Regions from separate parts of the Rattus norvegicus genome. Here region 2 is linked to region 1. The links are chromatin contacts, called in public Hi-C maps. All regions are on one chromosome and are shown on one strand. Each heading gives the region's core, a stretch centred on a gene start, on an enhancer-like site or on the middle of the called end of the contact. The rest is flanking DNA. Distances are from core to core; before and after follow the strand shown. Region 1 holds the start of Stxbp5 (syntaxin binding protein 5). Region 2 has its middle 240 kb from the start of Adgb.

What was found. A called contact is a pair of places that touch in the nucleus more often than the background predicts.
Region 2: a Hi-C map of the A7r5 cell line shows a contact between it and region 1, with 2.1 times the contacts expected there. The contact joins the enhancer-like site here to the promoter of Stxbp5 in region 1. A contact is called at or near these places in 2 of 12 Hi-C or Micro-C datasets (the A7r5 cell line and frontal cortex).

Annotation. Positions count from the first base shown.
Region 1 is chr1:6,152,348-6,158,153 of GRCr8, forward strand. Stxbp5 (syntaxin binding protein 5) reads right to left here and starts at 3,181. Exons shown (of 28, transcript NM_178345.2): 1 at 2,490-3,181; 2 at 1,172-1,269. The coding sequence starts at 2,642. LOC134484941 (a long non-coding RNA gene) reads right to left here and starts at 1,160. Exons shown (of 2, transcript XR_010062746.1): 1 at 1-1,160.
Region 2 is chr1:6,479,132-6,484,937 of GRCr8, forward strand. No RefSeq gene overlaps it. Among named protein-coding and RNA genes, the nearest start is that of Adgb, 240 kb to the right of the region's middle. Within about 2 kb of position 3,715, at least 23 of the 93 cell types and tissues checked have an H3K27ac peak or open chromatin away from gene starts, as enhancers often do. A contact at or near this core is called in the A7r5 cell line, where this site is marked.

The DNA.
Region 1 (5,806 bases), core at 1,931-4,430:
TTGAAATATCGTAAAAGACTGCGAGATCCCTGGTTCATGCTTACATCACACATTGAACAAACCTAAAATGTAAATAGGATAGGCTGGCTCCTCCCATCACCCCCCGCTTGTCAATAATAATGCCCAGTGAGCTCACTCAGTGGCTTGTCCGGTTTATGACCAGCGTAGCGTCTCAACGTGGGCTGGTCAAGTATGTTTAAATGTCAGAATAAAGGCGATCACACATCTTAACTGAAGTTAAATAGTACAAAAGAGACCATGAGAACATTTTCATTGTTCAGACCGAAAAGAATTTCTTGAAAAAATAATTCTTGTGAAAAATAATAATAAAAAAATCGCTATGCCAACGCTATACAATCCAAATAAAACCAGGAAAAAAAAAAGCCTTTCTCTACATGTTAATGTACTAACTTAGTAGTGTCTGCTGCATATAGCAGGTTACAGAAGGCGAAGTCTTTCAACATGTTGTATTTATGGCTACACTTTTTACAAAACAATGAATGCTCTCATAGCTCTAAAAATGTTAGCCCTTCTCATTTACGGAAACCTAAACTTGATAAGAATGTTTTCTTTTACATGGATGGACATGTGGAAAACAAATCAAGTTCAAATCCAGCTCCTAATTCACAAAGTAATGGCGGTTCAACATCCACTATATACAATGCTTTAACAAGCAGTTCACAGTGTCCTGATCTCTGCACTTTGATCTTTGGACGTCATCTTTAACATTGGGCTTTAATAGTCCCCAAATACAAGCACGTGCATTCCCCCTTCAGGATCTTGTAGCTGTTACAAACAACTCAACCATATAGAGTTTGAGATACACACACACACACACACACACACACACATATGTATATATATACACACACACATATGTATATATACATACATATATATATACATATATATATATATGTTATAGAGTCAATAACAAACTCTAGACTGCTGTTTTGACTTATGTTTAGGTACTACTGAGAGCCAGGAGCCATTCTTAAAGCAACATACCACCTGAACACAAGTATACTAAAGAAAAGCCTGAACCACATATTGGATTACTTCATTCTCTAGACTGGAGAGGAAAAATGGGGTTAACAAGCAATATGGACGGACTGGGGAAAATGAAGCAAGCGAACAGATTTTTTTTTCTTTTTAAAAGAAGAAAGGATACAGCCTTAAAGCACCAGTCTGGGTTCCTACCGCCAGGATCTTCTGAACGGGATCAAAGGCCAGGGCTGAGGGCTGATAGGGAAATCCATGGCGAACAGTCTGGGGATGGGCAGTGACATCACAGGAACCCACCGAGACAGCAGGCAGGCAAGATCGGAAAACAGAACAGCCCACAGGCGCGTTAGAGTTGGAACCAACTACAGTACATCAAAGCATACACTTACACCTTTAAGGGAGAATTGGGGGGAGGGGGGATTCTATCCTAAGGAACAAGCAACAGAAGCACAAATCACTTAAACTCCTGCTTTGCTACAACACTAGTAACTTCACAGAGGGCAATTTCCTATGAATAGCGTATACTATTCCGTTTGACACCACGTTACTCAAGTTTGTAGTGGTCCAAAATTTTGTAAAATCATTGCGAAGGGTGATTAATCATTGCGATTTGGGTAATCGTGGCTTTATTTGAATGCTAAAGGGAGAGATTTCTAAAGAAAATTTGTCATGAAACTAATGGAAGGATTTAGTCAAGAAACCAACATTTGCAATTCTAACGATGGAAATGGGTGAGAAAAATAATCCTGTAATTATCTATTAAGTCCGTAATAATTTTAGGACATAAGAACAAAATTGAATGTAGGCTTTTAAGCCCCCGATGTAAGAAGGACCGCATGGTTATCTATGAGGCAGGCAGGTCTGGATAGGGAGGCTTGTGTGCTTTTCTCACCTAGCAGCTGGGAACTAATCCGCTGCATCATTCTTTCTGAATTACATACAGGACCTTGTGGCAATCATCGTGCCATTTCACAGACAAAACCTTCCGCGCTAAGTTTCTAACCAAACAAGCTAAAAGAATCCTGTGACTTCAGGTGGTGAGCCGCTCGCACACATTCTAAGGAAAAAGTGATGCGCAAAAAAAAAAAAAAAAGAGATCTGGTTGAACAGGTTTGCCTTGCCCACAAACGACGTTCATCATCACACTGCTGGAAAATTTCGACGTCAGTGGAAGATAATAAAATATGCGCGAATATAAAAAGTATTTCCAGACCATTGCTACTAGCATCTGGATGGGAATTAAAGGCAAGGGAGTATGCTTGGGTTGCTTTTTATGAAAAGGGAAAAGACATCGACTTATAAATAAGGGATCTCTGTCCAAATACCCCAGCAAGGCACGTCTGTCAAGGGTGGGGGGCGCTTTCTTAGAGCGATGAGCTCTCTTGGCGCGCTCTGCCCTCGCGCTCCCAGGTACTGCCCAGCGGCCCCCTCAAACGACCCCAATCTTCCCACGACAGCTTGGCCGAGCTGCGCGCTCCCTTCACCTTGCAGAGTTGGAAGTGCTCGGACTGGAGCGTCTCCTGGATCTCGGGCTCCCGGTTCCCAGGCGGGTGCTGCTGCTGTTGCTGCTGTTGCGAGGCCGAGGACGAGCCTGCGGTCAGGCCGTCCAGCACCTTCCTGATGTTGAATTTCCTCATGGTCTCGCCCAAGGGTCTCCCAGCTACGAGGCCCAGGTAGCAGAGGCACCGGCTGCTAAGGAGTCCGAGCCGCTGAAGCCTAGAGGCGGCTTCGACCGCGGGGAGCGAAGAAGCAGCGGGGAGCAGAAGATAATCCCAACAGGAAGGGCAGCGACGGCGGGCGGGCGCGCGGCGGCGAGCCCTCTTCCTCCGAGGCCGCCGCGGCTGCAGTGGCGCCGGACGCCGCCTCCTCACCTGGTCGCGGCCGGGCTCCCGCCGTCCCGCGCCGCTGCCGCCGCATCCATGACCCGCAGCCCCGCAGTCCCTCGGCGCGTCCCGGGCTCGGCCTCTGCTCAGCGCAGCCGCCCGGCCAGCATGGCCCGGACACCCGGAATCGGTCCCCGCACCGCTTGTCGCTCTCTCCCCGGCCGCCCGGCCGCTCGCTGTCGCCTCCCGTGAACCTCGGCCCCCGGCCCTTAACGCCCGGCAGAGCAGGCGGCGAGCCGCGGTTCCAGCGCCCGCCGCGGCGGTGGCGGCAGCTGGGCCTCCGCGGAGCGAGCTGCCCGGTGCGCATGCGCGCCGCCGCCCCCGCCCCCGGCCGGCGGCTTAAATCATCCTTCGCCGAGGACCAGGGGCAGCAGCTGGCGGACCCGCGGGCCCCACGGCCTGCACCTCCAGCCCTGTCACTCACAGCTCCCGCAGTGTGCTTTCAGGTTTGCTTTGTATCTGGGCATGCCATGGAGCGTCCAGGCAACGATTAGGTCAGTGGCAAGATGACAACTAATAGACACCCAAAGGGAGAGAAGCCCAGCCTCCTTCATGAAGGTGTTGCTGGAGGTAAAATGAGGCTGGCGGGTGGAGGATAGACTGGGATAGGTCCCGTAAGGGGAAGAACTCCAGCGACCCGACCTTGGTCACCCATCATCCCGAATCCCTTTATCAGGCAGGGTGGGTGGCAGCCAGCACTCCCCGCCACTCCTTGTTACAAAGTCCCGTCCACCTGCCAGTTTAATTAACCAATCGACATCCCCTTGGAGCCTCTCTGAGCTCATCGGGCAGGAGAAGGAGGTGAAGTTTTTGCTCAGATCTGACTGCCAGTGTTCCTACTTGTCTCCCAGAGTGCTAAGAGACAGATGAGTGGTTCAAGTTTGCATCGGAGAGAAATTGATGCTGAGGGCGGAGAAATAAATTCTTCTGGCCAGTGCATTCTATAAGCAAAGGTGATAGGGCTGGATAATCAGAAGGGGGAAACGCTGGAAGACCTTCTGTAGCCAGGGGGTCACAGCAAGAAGTCAATCTTAGGTTTAGTAAGACCCCGCCCCTACCGGGGCGCGAGAGTGGGGTGGGGACAGAAATGCTACTAAGATTTGTTAGTTCCGCACCAAAATCAGAAGCACCTCCCTTTGCTTTCTTATTGGCTATTTTCTCCCGTTCAGGACAGTCTCCTCACAGCATTGGCCTATGGGCAAGCGGAGCCGGCCTTCAAGAACAATCAGCAAACCAATCAGGTTTTGGGCGCAGGGCATTTCGGGAAGTGTAGTTCTCTAAAAGTTCTGTCAACCAAGAGGATGCCTTTCAGTTGTAACTTTTAAAACTTTGTCTTATGGTTTAAAACTTGTTGAAGTAGGAAGTTAATTCACGGGATGGAGAGGGCGTAATAAGCCAAACTTAAAGTCTTTCCTAAATTATTTGTAAGTGACTCTAAGCGTTTGGTTTATTTAATTCTCTGGAATACGTTCTGTCTAGTTTGACACATTGTATTGAGCACAGAGGACTTAAAAACGCAAAACTTGTCTTCAACAAATGGGTTCCTGTCTCAAGAGAATGACCTCCCATAACCCAATGTAAAATCGTTTAAGTTCAATGGTGGAGAGTGGGCGTGGGGCTGAAGAGGGACATTGAATTAGCCAGGGAAGGCCTGGAAATGGGGATAACCATCTAATGCTGAATGGGCAGGCAGTGATCCAGAGATTCACGAGGAGAACATCTTCCCGAGGGTGTAGAAGGAGGCTTTTAGAGGGTGGGTGGGAGGGGGAGCATCCTCATAGAAGCAGGGGAAGGAGATATGGGAGAGGGGGAAACTGGGAAAGGGGATAACATTTGAAATTTAAATACATAAACTATCTAATAAAAAAAACTAAGAAAAAATTGAACTACCTAGATAGCTTTCTTAAAAATCCAAATGGCCCCACAGAGAAAACTACAGAACAGGTAAATAACACCCCTGAATTCTATGACATGTTTTTTTCCACTGAGGTATCAATTAAATTTGTTGAGTAAATCATCACCACTTATTAAAAGAAACTCTAGGGAAACCACGGTTTTCAGTCCAAAGGCCTTGTGGTGAAGCAGAAGATCCCTGGCTTCAATATGCCTGACAGGATTTTCAGTCCCTGTCCTGACCATCTGTGTAAACATGGGCAAATGTATTTATTTTCCTCAGAAACAGATTCATTATGGGATATGCTTCATGTGTAGAAATGAGATTTATTACTTAACTGAGGGGAGGGGAGGATAGAACGAACAAAAATGTTAGTGTTCCATTGCTTTGCCTTCTGCTGCTCTTCAATTTCTTAGTCCATCAGGACCTTGAGATGAGAAAGAACTTTAAGGGTTCACCAAGTTAAGCCAGGCCCCTATTATTTTGCTGTACAGTTCTTGCTTTGATTTCCATACCTTATCAATCTCATCAGATTATGAATAGATCCTGTCACGGCCACAACATCAATCCAGAAGAGCCCTAGAATTGAAGATGAATGGATATCGGTTTAATGATATTATAGGGCAATGGAACATATCTGGAAATACAATTAGTTTAAAAAAAAAACAGTTAATACCCTTAACTAGTTACTAGCATAGTAGCAAACATAAAATGAGGTGTCCTCAAACTCCTTTTATTTCTTTTTTACACTGTGTTTATTTCCCTGTGTGTATATTTGGCGTGGGGTGGGTGCCACATACAGCGAGCACAGACCGAACAATCAGAGCACATCCTTCTGGAGATAATTCAGTCTTCCACTAAGTGGGTCTAAAGATGTCATTGACCTTGGTCGTCCAACTCGCTGTCACACACCTTTATCCTCTGAACCACCTTGCCAGCCTCTCCTGGTACTGCTTAGAAATCAGTTTCGACCGATTGCTTTAAAAAAAAAATTAGGATGGAAAATTTAAGAAATATATGCAAA
Region 2 (5,806 bases), core at 2,465-4,964, 330 kb after region 1:
GGGAATTCTGGGAGGTGGGGCAGGGCTCTATTTCTCCAGCTCCTTTCATTGAAAATGATACCTTTATATCCCCATGCATTCACAATTACAAATGTAATACTGGAAAATTTTTGCTCGTTAACTTCTGACCTGTGTGGCCTGATGCTACAATTTTACAACAGATGAAGATGTTAGTTAGCTAGCAATGTATTTTATAATACTTGAGAATGATATATACTTAAATTCCATAGGCACCTCTTTTAAAAATAATGCAAAGAATATGAGGAATTGGGGCCTAGGAAGGTGGGTAATAGCACTTGCTGCCCTAGTATGAAGATATGAGCTTAGGTAGGAGTGCTATGGAAGACAAAAGCAGGAAGTTCCTTAGAGTTTTGTCTGTCAGCTCAGCTCTAGGTACTGTAAGAGAAGGACACTTAAAGTCTTCTTCTGGCCTCTGTGTGTACTTTTCCCAAAATAGCACACACACACACACACACACACACACACACACACACACGTGTGCATGGACGCACACACGTAGGCACAAAATGGCTGAGCATGCATACACACATGCGTGCATGCACATATCCAAAGGCCACCTAGAACTAAAATCTTTGAATCTAGTAGTAAATCTAGAAATGTGAGTAGTTCTGATCCTCACATGATGAAGAACATTTTTCTTGGTTTGAATGTGAGGCATCCCTATAGACTTTGAGTCTTTGGTTCTCATTTTAGTGTCACTGCTTTGAGAGGTGATAGAACGTGAGACAGTGGAAGCCAGCTGAAGGAAGCTCACAGGAGTGTGGCTCTGTGTGTTACTTGGCCCATCTATATGGGCTGTAACAGGATGCTTCACACCCCCTGTCTCTTTTCCTTGATGCAATGAAATGAGCAACGTCAATCTGCCAAGATGTTTTGTCTCATCTTGACACAGTAACCATGGACCAAAACCTTTAGGACTGTGAGTGAAAATAAATCTGTCTCACTCCTAAATTCCTTCTTTCTAGTGTTTATCATGATGAACATTCAATGGGAAAGTGAATAAAGGAACTCCTGCATAGTAACTGGTTTATAGCACTTGTTCAGTTAAAAACCTTAATAATGCCCTCATCCTTCCCTTATCTCTATTGGCCATGGCCAGTCACACTTCTATACAGAGGTACTTTTAGATTTTTTTTAGCAGTTTGGTTTCCATTATAAAGTTGTGATCTGGGCTACAGTTCTTGTACCACTCTCTAACGGGAACAAGAACCTACCAAGGGACAGTGCGCTTCTGGAATTGGATACAGTGAGCCATAGCCTGCCACATGGACAAGACAAGGATCAGTTCTCTCAGGCCAAGCCTAGGTTTGCTGTGAATTCTCATAGTTGCATCTCTTTAGGAATTTCCTGCTCTTTGCCTTAAATGTTCTTTTTCCTCTCCTAGATTACCTTTGACAGAAAGATGTTCTTGGTCAAGGTATATGGTGTACAGAATACATTACAATGCAATAACTCTGCCCTTGTGGCCATCTCACACACACATAACTTTGAAAACCACAGAACCCTTGTGAAGGATGGGAAGTCACCTTTCCTTTTGTAGGAAAGAACAAACAAAATTTTTCCCAGCTGCTCAGCTATTAGAAGAAGATGCATTAATAGGGTGAATTTTTCTTAGTTTTGTTCAAAATATTTGCCACGATTCAATTATCTTTAGATGGAACTATTTCTTGGTTATCTCCTAGAACCTTTGTCTACTCTCTAACCTTCAGATAACAAGCGATCAGGTAACTGTTAGCATTGTCTTTCTCTGTGAGTTCAGATTTCAGGTTCCGTGTCACACATCTAGCTCCTCGTTTTTTCCTTTCCTGCCCCAAAAGAAAAACTCTGATCGAAGCGATGCTAAGGCCAAGGCATTACATCATAAGAACAAAGATTCTCCTGCACTCTTTGATTACATGGAGTTTGACTTGCTTTCTGCTTCCCCTTTTAATCTATATAATAGGAATTATCAATCACAAATAACTTTTTTTTTATTAACCTTGCCTCTGAATGTTGTCACAAGAACACCAGTACAAGCCATGCTCTGACTATGATCATATAGCCCCAAAGATTTCTGTTAGTCCAGAGTTTATGGTGATGGCCTGTTGAGAAAACACGCTATGGCTTTGTGACTGTCCTAGAGACAGAAGGGGATAGCCAATCTCCTCTATGCTGATCTGCGTACTGACGACACCATGTCTGTAGTGTATATTTTTCTGGCTCACTTCAAAAGATACACTACGCATTCAGTTGTCCAGGTTCAAAGAAGGCTTGGCTTCCAGAGTGCTCACAACTCCTGTGCTACTTGTGAGACAGTGGTGAAAGTCACCTCAGGAATGGTCTAGGTGCTGAACCTGAGGAAGGACACAACCTTCTGTCTATCAAAATGACCTCTTGGCTCCAGACTTAGATTTGAATCTTGCTCTTCTGAAAGGAAAAATAAAACCTTCATTTTCATTCTGCTTTGTCAGGAATGTTTTTGCTCTTCTCATGCTAAGCACATCACTCTCAAAAAAAAAAAAAAATCAGCTTCTCAGATCTAACCGTGACCTTTCTGATGGAAAGCAAATGTCCCCGTTTTTACCAGCTGGAGGCTGTGGCTTTGGGCGCGGAATCGCTCAAGGTGATTTATCCGTGTCTGCATCTTTAATAGACTCACTTGAACCTGTCTTGCTGATGTCTTTCCTGATACTAAAGGGAAAGGCCATTTGAGAATAGAAATAGCAGCTCCAAATCTGAGCTGAATTTGCCTGGAGAGTCTTGATTGGTTCTGTTCGGATGACTCACTTTACAGTAAATTCCGAGTCCATGGTCAGAAATTTTGTGAGTATGAGTCAGACAGAAGAGAAGCTTAATAAAATACCGACTGGCAGCCCTGGCACTCCACATGGCAGTGGTGAATGCATAGGCCCTTATAAACTGGCTTCGGAATGGTCTTTCTGGGAATATCTGTGTGCTGCAAAAAGGCTCATTCTTCCTGCAGACTCCCGTGTGCTTTCCTGAGAGAGAGCCAGGGAAGCAGGACTTTCGTGTTCTTGTGTTTTAATCACTATTGTGGCAACACAGGGTAATATTATTGTAGCATCCAGCCAGCCGAGGAGAGGAGATTAAATATGATTTCCACAGCAATACATTAAAACTCCGAATGAGCCCGAGGAGCTGTGGTGACCTCCAGTGAACCCTGGCTTCATGGCTCAGGAGCAAGATGCAGCCAGATTGAGAACAGGATGGATTTTGAGAAGAGGCAGGTTCTGCCTTTTCTGCCCCACTGAGCTCTCTGTGCCCAGACCCAGAGCTCCTGGCACCAAAAGAAGAGAAACTGGCAGAGTCTCAGGCAGCACATTAGGAAAAGAGTCCAAAGGGATTTTATTTTAAATGAAAAGAAGTGTTTCTCGTGCTGATCTTAAATCCCAGTGGTCACCAGAGGTCCTGTCTGAACGACCACATATCTCTTTGGAGCACTTAACTACGTGCCTCTCGAGAGAAATCCTAAGGATGACCTTGAAGTCTCTGGAGTCTCTCGTCTTCCATGAGACAGATCATATTTTTGTAGTTTGAGTTCAAGTCTGCCAATCTGCATTAGCATAGCATCTGCCTGGTTACCAAGACAATGCGTCTGAAGAAGAAAAACCAAGTGAGCATGTTCGTGGTCGTCAGGTTTGTGTCAGAAGCATGACTCAGCAGTCTGAAGACCACATGGCTGAGGTTGAGCATGCCAGGGAGCCAGAGCAGCCTGCAGGAGAGCTCTGGGCTGTCTTCTAGTGCATGGCTGACCACATCATGGGTGCACGTCATCCTCTTTCCACTAGGGAAGAGCCTGGAAAGAGCTAAGACACAAGGACTTCCTTATGCCAAGAAATCTGCATCTCACAACTTCTCTACCAAGCAACTGTAAAAACAAAGAAAACAATTGAAAGCAGTATACACGAATCTTTGGTGTTTAGAAGATCTAGAGACACATGTAAAAATAAGCAAAAATATGATGTCTTGTGATTTGCTCTGGATATTTCGTTATCATTGGTACAGAGAGCCAATGCTGACAGAAAGGCCCTTTTGCACACGCATAATGAATGTGTACAAGGAGGGAAAGAATTGTCAACTGCTATCATTCTTGCCCCTGGTTTGCTCACTCTAGTCTCTCCTGTGCCTAAAGCAATGCCCCTGCCTCATAATAAATACTCAGGAAATGACTAGCAAGTACAGCACATTTCCAAAGGCGCATTCTGGAAACACAACTTCCCACTCATCAAATGAAGAAAGGTAAGACACATGCAGGTTAAGGGCCTTCTCCAAAATGAAGGGGACACTTGACAGCACAGCCAAGCCATGAGCCCATGTCCGACATTCAGCTCTTGACAGTGCCACAGGTAGCAAGGCTGTCAATCAAAACCTCGGTACCTCTTCCCACAGCTTTATGCTAGGGCGCGAGGCTGCAGCATTTTGTCTCACTGGGAGTCTGTGACCCGCGAGCGATGGCGAACCAGAAGCACGTAGAAAGCATTACCTCTAGACTGCGTCTTAAGGTGTCAGAGGCCGAGTCTCTGCACTGATAAGAGTCCACAGTAGTCCAGCTCGAGTAGCGATGGGATGTGGCGATATCACCAGACACCAAGCCTCAGGATACGAAGATGCTCGCAAGAGGACAACTGCCAAAGGAGCAGGGCAGTGCTTGAGTAAGACGAGGTGTTGTCCCTTCTGCCCTTGCCTTCCTCACCATGACACCTTTATATCTCCCGGGTGATTCTCTGATTTCCACACCTTCGTAACAGTTAGATTATTTGGATGGCTATACGCAGAGTCAGAATGCTAGTTTGCCTGGGTTTTTTCTTTAATGATACCCTATGGATTTCTCAGATGCAGTTCCTATGAATTTATTTCGGTATGGGGTCCTCTGCTGTCACAGGAGACTTTCTTTCTTCTTAAATCAGGTGGCCTTATTTTAAGCCTCCAAATAAGCAGAAACTCACACTAAATACCACTGTGTACTGAATTCTGCATTCAGTATATTTCTTCTGAACTTTAGGGAAAGATCCTTACTTTTTGTAGACTTCAGAGGAATTTATCAGCATAGCCTCTCCTGACAGTCTTGTTGGAATACCAGACTCTTACACAAGAAAGGAGAAATAACACACTGTGAGGCTAAGCCATATGTGCCTTAGTCTTGACTTCCCATGGCACAGCAACTTGACAAAAATCTGATTATAAATCACTTAAAGCTTTCTTAAAGACAGGAAGATATGTCTTTTTAAAAGATTGGAAGGAAGCAAAGCATGGCCATCATAAATAGCCTTCGCTGTTTTGTTGCTGTTTAATGACTCGTGAGGCCAGGGAGTTGGCTCATCAGTCAAACGTGTTTGCAGCATCCCTGAGTTCAGAACCCGGTACCCTTATCCAGTTGCTCACAACTGCCTGTAACCCCAGCACAGGGCAATCTGACACCCTCTTGTTGCCTTCCCAGGCATCTGCACTGATGTGAGCATACTCACAAGCACATACATGTCAGTGAACATGAGAGACAAAGTGTCTTTAAATGTCCCCTAAAAGTGCATATTGAAGTAGATGTATTCCTTTAAGTGCTTATTTGGTTATAAATTTAATAGTCACTGTTAGTGCATTGACTCAAATTCACTTTAAGATTTCAGAAGTGAGGTACAGCCACAAAGGCTCATCATTATTAATGATAGGGATTCCGGGAGCAACTGTCTTGGCACCATTTCCTGAAAACTTGCTTGCAATCGCTTATGTGATCTTAGCCAGATGTATAGACTAGAGCAGACCTGAGAAGCTGGACTATGCTTCGGTCTCT